Regions from separate parts of the Gossypium hirsutum genome. Here region 1 is linked to region 2. A link is a contact called in public Hi-C data. All regions are on one chromosome and are shown on one strand. Each heading gives the region's core, a stretch centred on a gene start, on an enhancer-like site or on the middle of the called end of the contact. The rest is flanking DNA. Distances are from core to core; before and after follow the strand shown. Region 1 holds the start of LOC107952787 (eukaryotic peptide chain release factor subunit 1-3). Region 2 holds the start of LOC107962246 (proline dehydrogenase 2, mitochondrial).

Region 1 (2,798 bases), core at 235-2,734, 330 kb after region 2:
ACGAAGGGTCTCAGATTTTGGTCCTTGAGGGGTTGAAACAAATATTTTCCTTTTGAGATATCTCCATGGATGCTGTATTTGTAAGATTGTCAACATGTCACAATGTCTTGTTGGCCACTGTAACAGTGACCATTTTAGCTTGTCAGTATTTTAATAGTTAGTTTGTTGTTGTGGCATGGTAGTTTGACACTCAATGATAATAAGCTCATTTATTGTGGTGATTCAGCCGACTCGATGCCTATTATTTTTCTGAATTTTCTGTCAATCTTTACAAGGAAGCACAATAATATGCCTTTGGCCCTCTTCATACGTGTCTCACCCGGTCTACCCCAACGCTTTGTTTCCATGCCTTGATCAATTCTCCAATTTTCTTTTTCCAATCAAAGAACACCCCCGAGGCAGGGCTACATTCAACACTCCTGCTCTGTACGCTTAGTACTAATGTAACGATTGATATCAGCAGCCAACAAAGACACAGCCGAGGATGGAGGTGCATCACACGTACTAAGCCTATTAAGCTCTGCTGAACCGCAGATCCGCAGCCTTATTGTGCTCACGTCCAATGTACCTCAAACGAACATCCGCTGTACCAGGCAAGTTTCAGACCCTCGTACAGAGCCCTTTCTTCTACGTGAAAAGCTGAGGACACCCCAACACCAACGGAGAAGCCTACAACACAGTCAATTAAAATCAATAGAACTGCTGTTCATTCGAGCCGATAGCGAACCGTTGACATTAAACCTTCACCCATTGGTTGAAATGAAATATTTCCAATTTTTTGTGGTTCAACTGTCTTAAAAGTTATCCAAAAATCAATTTTGAATGATGAAATTCAGTTTAAACAATGCAGGGCTATCTAAACCATGGTTAGTATAAATTTGTATATAAGCACGTTATAAAATCTTTAATGCCAATTTTATTTGGATCAGGTTGGTTGATTCGGAAATTGTGGTTGGATTAATTTAACTAGTGATATATAATCGAAAATAAAACAAATTGTTGTTACTGGTAGAAAAAAATATTTGTTTAACCAGTTGTAATTATTAAAGAATAATATTTGATACACAGTTGATGCAAAAATTCTATATCCTACCAATGATTCACAATTTATCACATCATTAATGAACAAAACATTAAAAAATTTGAATGACTTTTTAATAAATACTTAAAATTTTATTTAAACATAATTGATTATAATTCTCCTTTTATAATTTTATCATCTTCTTCCTCCTTATTTATTGGCTAAAAAAGAAAATGCTTTAGAGTTCATTCAATTTTAGAAAATTTATTGAAATGTATATGATTAAAAATTGAGTTTGGAGTTAAAATTGAATTAAAGTGAAGAATTAATCGAAAAGAGAAGTAGTTATCTTAAATTTTTTTATTTTATTTTAAAGTCCGTAAGCTTTTTAAAAAAAAAAACTCAATAATAATATGAATATTATTTTTTAAAAAAGTTTCTTCAGCAGAAGATTTATTGAAGCAAGGGAGTAAAAGAGTCTAAAGCTTCCATTAAAATATCAAAAAATAACTTTTTAGTAAAAAATGGGAGCTTAAAAGAGATGTGGATGAATCCGTGTAGAGGTAAAAAAGATTAAATAAATATATTAATTAAAAAAAAGCGGTTTTGGGTGTCGGAATGCTATTAGTAAAACAAAATTGCTACTAGAGCTAGCTGCTGAAGTGATAGCGCTAGCAAGTTTACTGGAAAACCCTAGAAACCAGCGGCTCTTTCTTCAATTTTCACTTCTTTTGGCGGCGGTAACTCAGAGGTATGCTCTTCTTCCTCTAAATCTTCGATTCGATCTTCTTTGCCTTCTCTTCTCATCTCTGCCTTTCGATCTGTTATTGATGCTTCAAAAGATTTGGAGGATAATATGTCAACTTCACCTATGGATCTTGTTATTCATAAGAATTTACGATAATACATAGTTAATCCATAATAAAATTAGAAATAAATCTGCCTGATCTTTCCTTATTTCTGATCTTATCCGGATTGGGATTGGTATTGATATAGATATAATATGTTTGAGGTGGGATTTTAATTTTTGGTAATACTTATTATATATGGAAATAGCATTTCTTGAGCATGAGTATTGTTAATTTACATGATTTCGATTGGATAATAATCAATTTAACGTGGCGCCTTCGGATTCGCTTAACTGACTAATATTACCACGGCCTTCCCCCTCACCACTTCTTTTAATCCAATAGGGGTAATTCTCTGAGCTATATCTGTGTTACCGTGTATATCTAATCTGACAGTTTTATGTATGAATATCCTGTTTCTCCATTTGCACCATTATCATTGCCTATGCACCGGGACATCTTTTATATGGACATGTGTTTGAATTTAGCACCAAGGGTTGAATAGTGGAAGGGTAGATGGAGGAGAGTGGAAAAGGGAAAAAAACTGAAAAGAAAATATAAAGCTGATTATTTTTTACCCTTAATGATCAAAACAAATCGTAATCTAAATTGGAAAAAGGGAATTGGTATGAATCAGAGGTTGAACTGGTAATAATGAGTTGGACCGAGTTGCTTGTGAATTGGTATGAATCAGAGGTTGAACAGTTTTCTTTTATTTTTTAAATATTTTTAATTTTATGATTTTTTTAATAATTTATTTAATTGAACTAAACAATCCAATTATAGCAGTATAATCAGTCGGACTAGAAATTGCTGGTTTGATTGATTTGAGCAGTGATCCAGTTTTGAAAACCCTGAAAATTAATAAAGTGGTGGGAGTAAAATTATGTAATTTTAAAATGTACTATTTAATCTTAATTTACAAGGGG
Region 2 (2,843 bases), core at 298-2,797:
AGCTGCTTGTGACAGAGACATACTGAATGCTCAAATCCTAAATGTTGGATTCCTTCCTACAGAATCATTAAACACAACTTCCCTTCCATCATTAATAGCCGAGAACTTTTCCTAGGCGTGGCCAAAAAAGAAACGAAAGGATACACGTTTAGCCAGACAAGTTGTCTATTGTTTTGTATGTTGTCGCTAGCAAAGGCAGTTGTCACAACAACCACCGATCCTTTTCACCAATGCTCTCTACTTTCTCCATCATACATGACTGCAAAAGATAGACCAATAACCTGCTGGCAATCAAGTGCCCCCGTATCACAACTTTGTTTATATGCGTACATACGCACATACGGCTATATTTTTTTCAACTTTGTTCTATTATTAAACGACAAAATATTATAATGATCCTACAAAAAAACTTCGATTTTATCATCATCAATTTTTTCTTTATATATTTGGACTTTTGGTGTTGGATAGTCATATTAAATCTTGACTCTTAATGAACGAGCGAGCTATCTAGTAGTAATTTTGTGGGACCGCCTCCACAACGTAAAGCTCACGTGCATGAGGATACAGCAATAAAAGGGTGGTGTTTTATATGTATGAAAAGGAAATTCAAAACTTTCAAATTGAAACATCTTACGATTGATAAGAGGGAAAATAAATATGAATACTAGGGAAAATCATATTTAAAATAAAAAAATTATATTCACGTGTTTAATATTTGAGTATAAGCAGAGTATCTAATCTTTTAAATAATTAAAAATATTAGTGTCCGCAGTTAATCCGAATATAATTAAAACAGTTAAGTGGAATGCTAATAATGGTTTTGAAGGAGAAGATAAGACCTTGAGAATCGTAGAGGTTTACGTGTTGGGAGGAGAATAGATGAGGATAAGAAAGATGGCTAAATCGAAACCAAAAATACTTACAGACGAAGCTGGAAGCGACTTGGCCAATTCAACACTCCCAAGGGAACCTTCCAAATTTCGATCACAACCGGCGTTATCGCTCGTATGCTCCACCGCATAAACCAGCATCCCTCTGAAACCCTTGTCGTGGATTCTCCTCACACAGTCCGCCGCCTCCTCCGTCGTTTCACCCGCGCAGAAGTGTTGAAAGAACGTATGTTTAACTGTTTTCAATATAGCGTCACGTACCAAACTTGTTTCCATGAGCCTAGAATTCATAATCCACATGCCGAAATCTACGAACCGCTCGTTAGCAGCCAACCCGAGGTTGGCCGCTGAACGTAGTAGGTTCAAGGTAGGAATGGAACCAAAAAGCCTTTGGTGATCATCAAGGTCTAGGGTTGCGTTTGTAATTGATTCTTGTTTAAGGGAAGTCGGCTGTTTTTCAACAGCGGCGGGTTCAGGCTTTTCGTCAAAATTGAGAGGTGCAACGGCGGCGAGGGAAGCGGTGGAGGCTGAGTTAAGAAACCTAGTGAATGAGGGGAAGGTATTGAGGAGCTTTGGTGAGAGAAACTTTGTTGCCATAGAAGGGAGCGAGCGGACAATTAGAGAATATAGTTTTTGACTTGCAAGCTAAGTTATGGGAGTCTGAAACAAGAGGGGAATTTATAGACAAAAAATAATGTATCTCTAAATTATTTTACTTGGTAATATTGGTTACAGTTCTAACAATAATTCAAAAAGGAGGTTTCTTTTTATAATTATAAATAATAAATGTTTGTATATTTATAATTATAATTACATCCATAATTAAAATAAAGTGTTATAAAACACAATGGATTAAGAATTGGATAGAGAAAAAATTGAACCTATACACTCAAGGCCTCACAACTTTGCAAACTAAGGCGTGATTGGCAAATATGTTATTAAAGGATAAATCCTAAACAAGTTGACATATTGATGACTAAGAATGCAAAATCTCTATCTATCTAATTTATTAAAGCCGCCAATACATTTCATTTCTTGTCCCAAATTATATTTCGCTTTTTAAGATTAAATCTATTAAAATTTAAAATGTGATGAACGCATTAAATGGGACATGCTTATTAAATATGGGATACATGTTGGATGTCACCTAACATGTGACTGAGAGATTTAGAATAACTTACAACATTATAAGAAATTTGCTTCAATAATTGTTGCTAGAAATAGATTCAATTTCTAGTATTGCGAGGTTAGAACTTTAATCTAGTAAATTGCGTGGCTTTAGGCAATTGCTTGGGTTCAAATCTGCCTAAGTCAGTCTTACACTCGGAAAATGAGAATTCTAGCAGAAACTCTCTATAAGGCACCAAAGTAAATCAGAAGCAAACTCAAAACGAAAAAGTAACGAATGAATAAAAAAAGCCACTGAAAAATAGCACACACCGAGTGTTTTAGTATATGCTCTTAAAAGTATTCTATTACTTTGAAGATTTACAACTGAGTGAATACAAATGAATGAGGGGAAGGCTTCTATTTATAGTTGAGCTCCCCCAAATACAACGGTACATATCGAATTACATCGACAACTAAGATTCGTGCCTATCTACAAGATGAGAGTCTTAAGAGATATAAACTCTATACATCTTTCTCCTTTAGGATTTGCATTAATTACGCTAGTAACTCTAGTTTTACTTGAGTGCTTCACTGAGCTAACTAGACTTCAAGTAGATGGGCTTCTCCATACGTTCCATGAGTCGAGCTAGTTTATGCAGGGTAAATGAGCCACATTTGATCAATTGACCTCCATGGGATGTTTAGTGTCCAATGGTCACAGGCTTTAATCTGCGGCTCGTGACATTCTCCCCCACTCATTCTCGTGATGCTCTCATCACATCCTTAGAATGGAACTAGCTTAACTTGTCTCGAAATGGTCTTGATGCCTCAACTGATTCTCGA

The links. A called contact is a pair of places that touch in the nucleus more often than the background predicts.
Region 1: a Hi-C map of hypocotyl shows a contact between it and region 2, with 2.6 times the contacts expected there. The contact joins the promoter of LOC107952787 here to the promoter of LOC107962246 in region 2. A contact is called at or near these places in 2 of 34 Hi-C or Micro-C datasets (hypocotyl and leaf).

The regions. Positions count from the first base shown.
Region 1 is chrA07:81,446,275-81,449,072 of Gossypium_hirsutum_v2.1, forward strand. LOC107952787 (eukaryotic peptide chain release factor subunit 1-3) reads left to right here and starts at 1,485. Exons shown (of 2, transcript XM_016887962.2): 1 at 1,485-1,772. LOC107955772 (serine/threonine-protein phosphatase 4 regulatory subunit 2) reads left to right here. Exons shown (of 8, transcript XM_016891576.2): 8 at 1-221.
Region 2 is chrA07:81,121,193-81,124,035 of Gossypium_hirsutum_v2.1, forward strand. LOC107962246 (proline dehydrogenase 2, mitochondrial) reads right to left here and starts at 1,548. Exons shown (of 4, transcript XM_016898564.2): 1 at 924-1,548. The coding sequence starts at 1,487.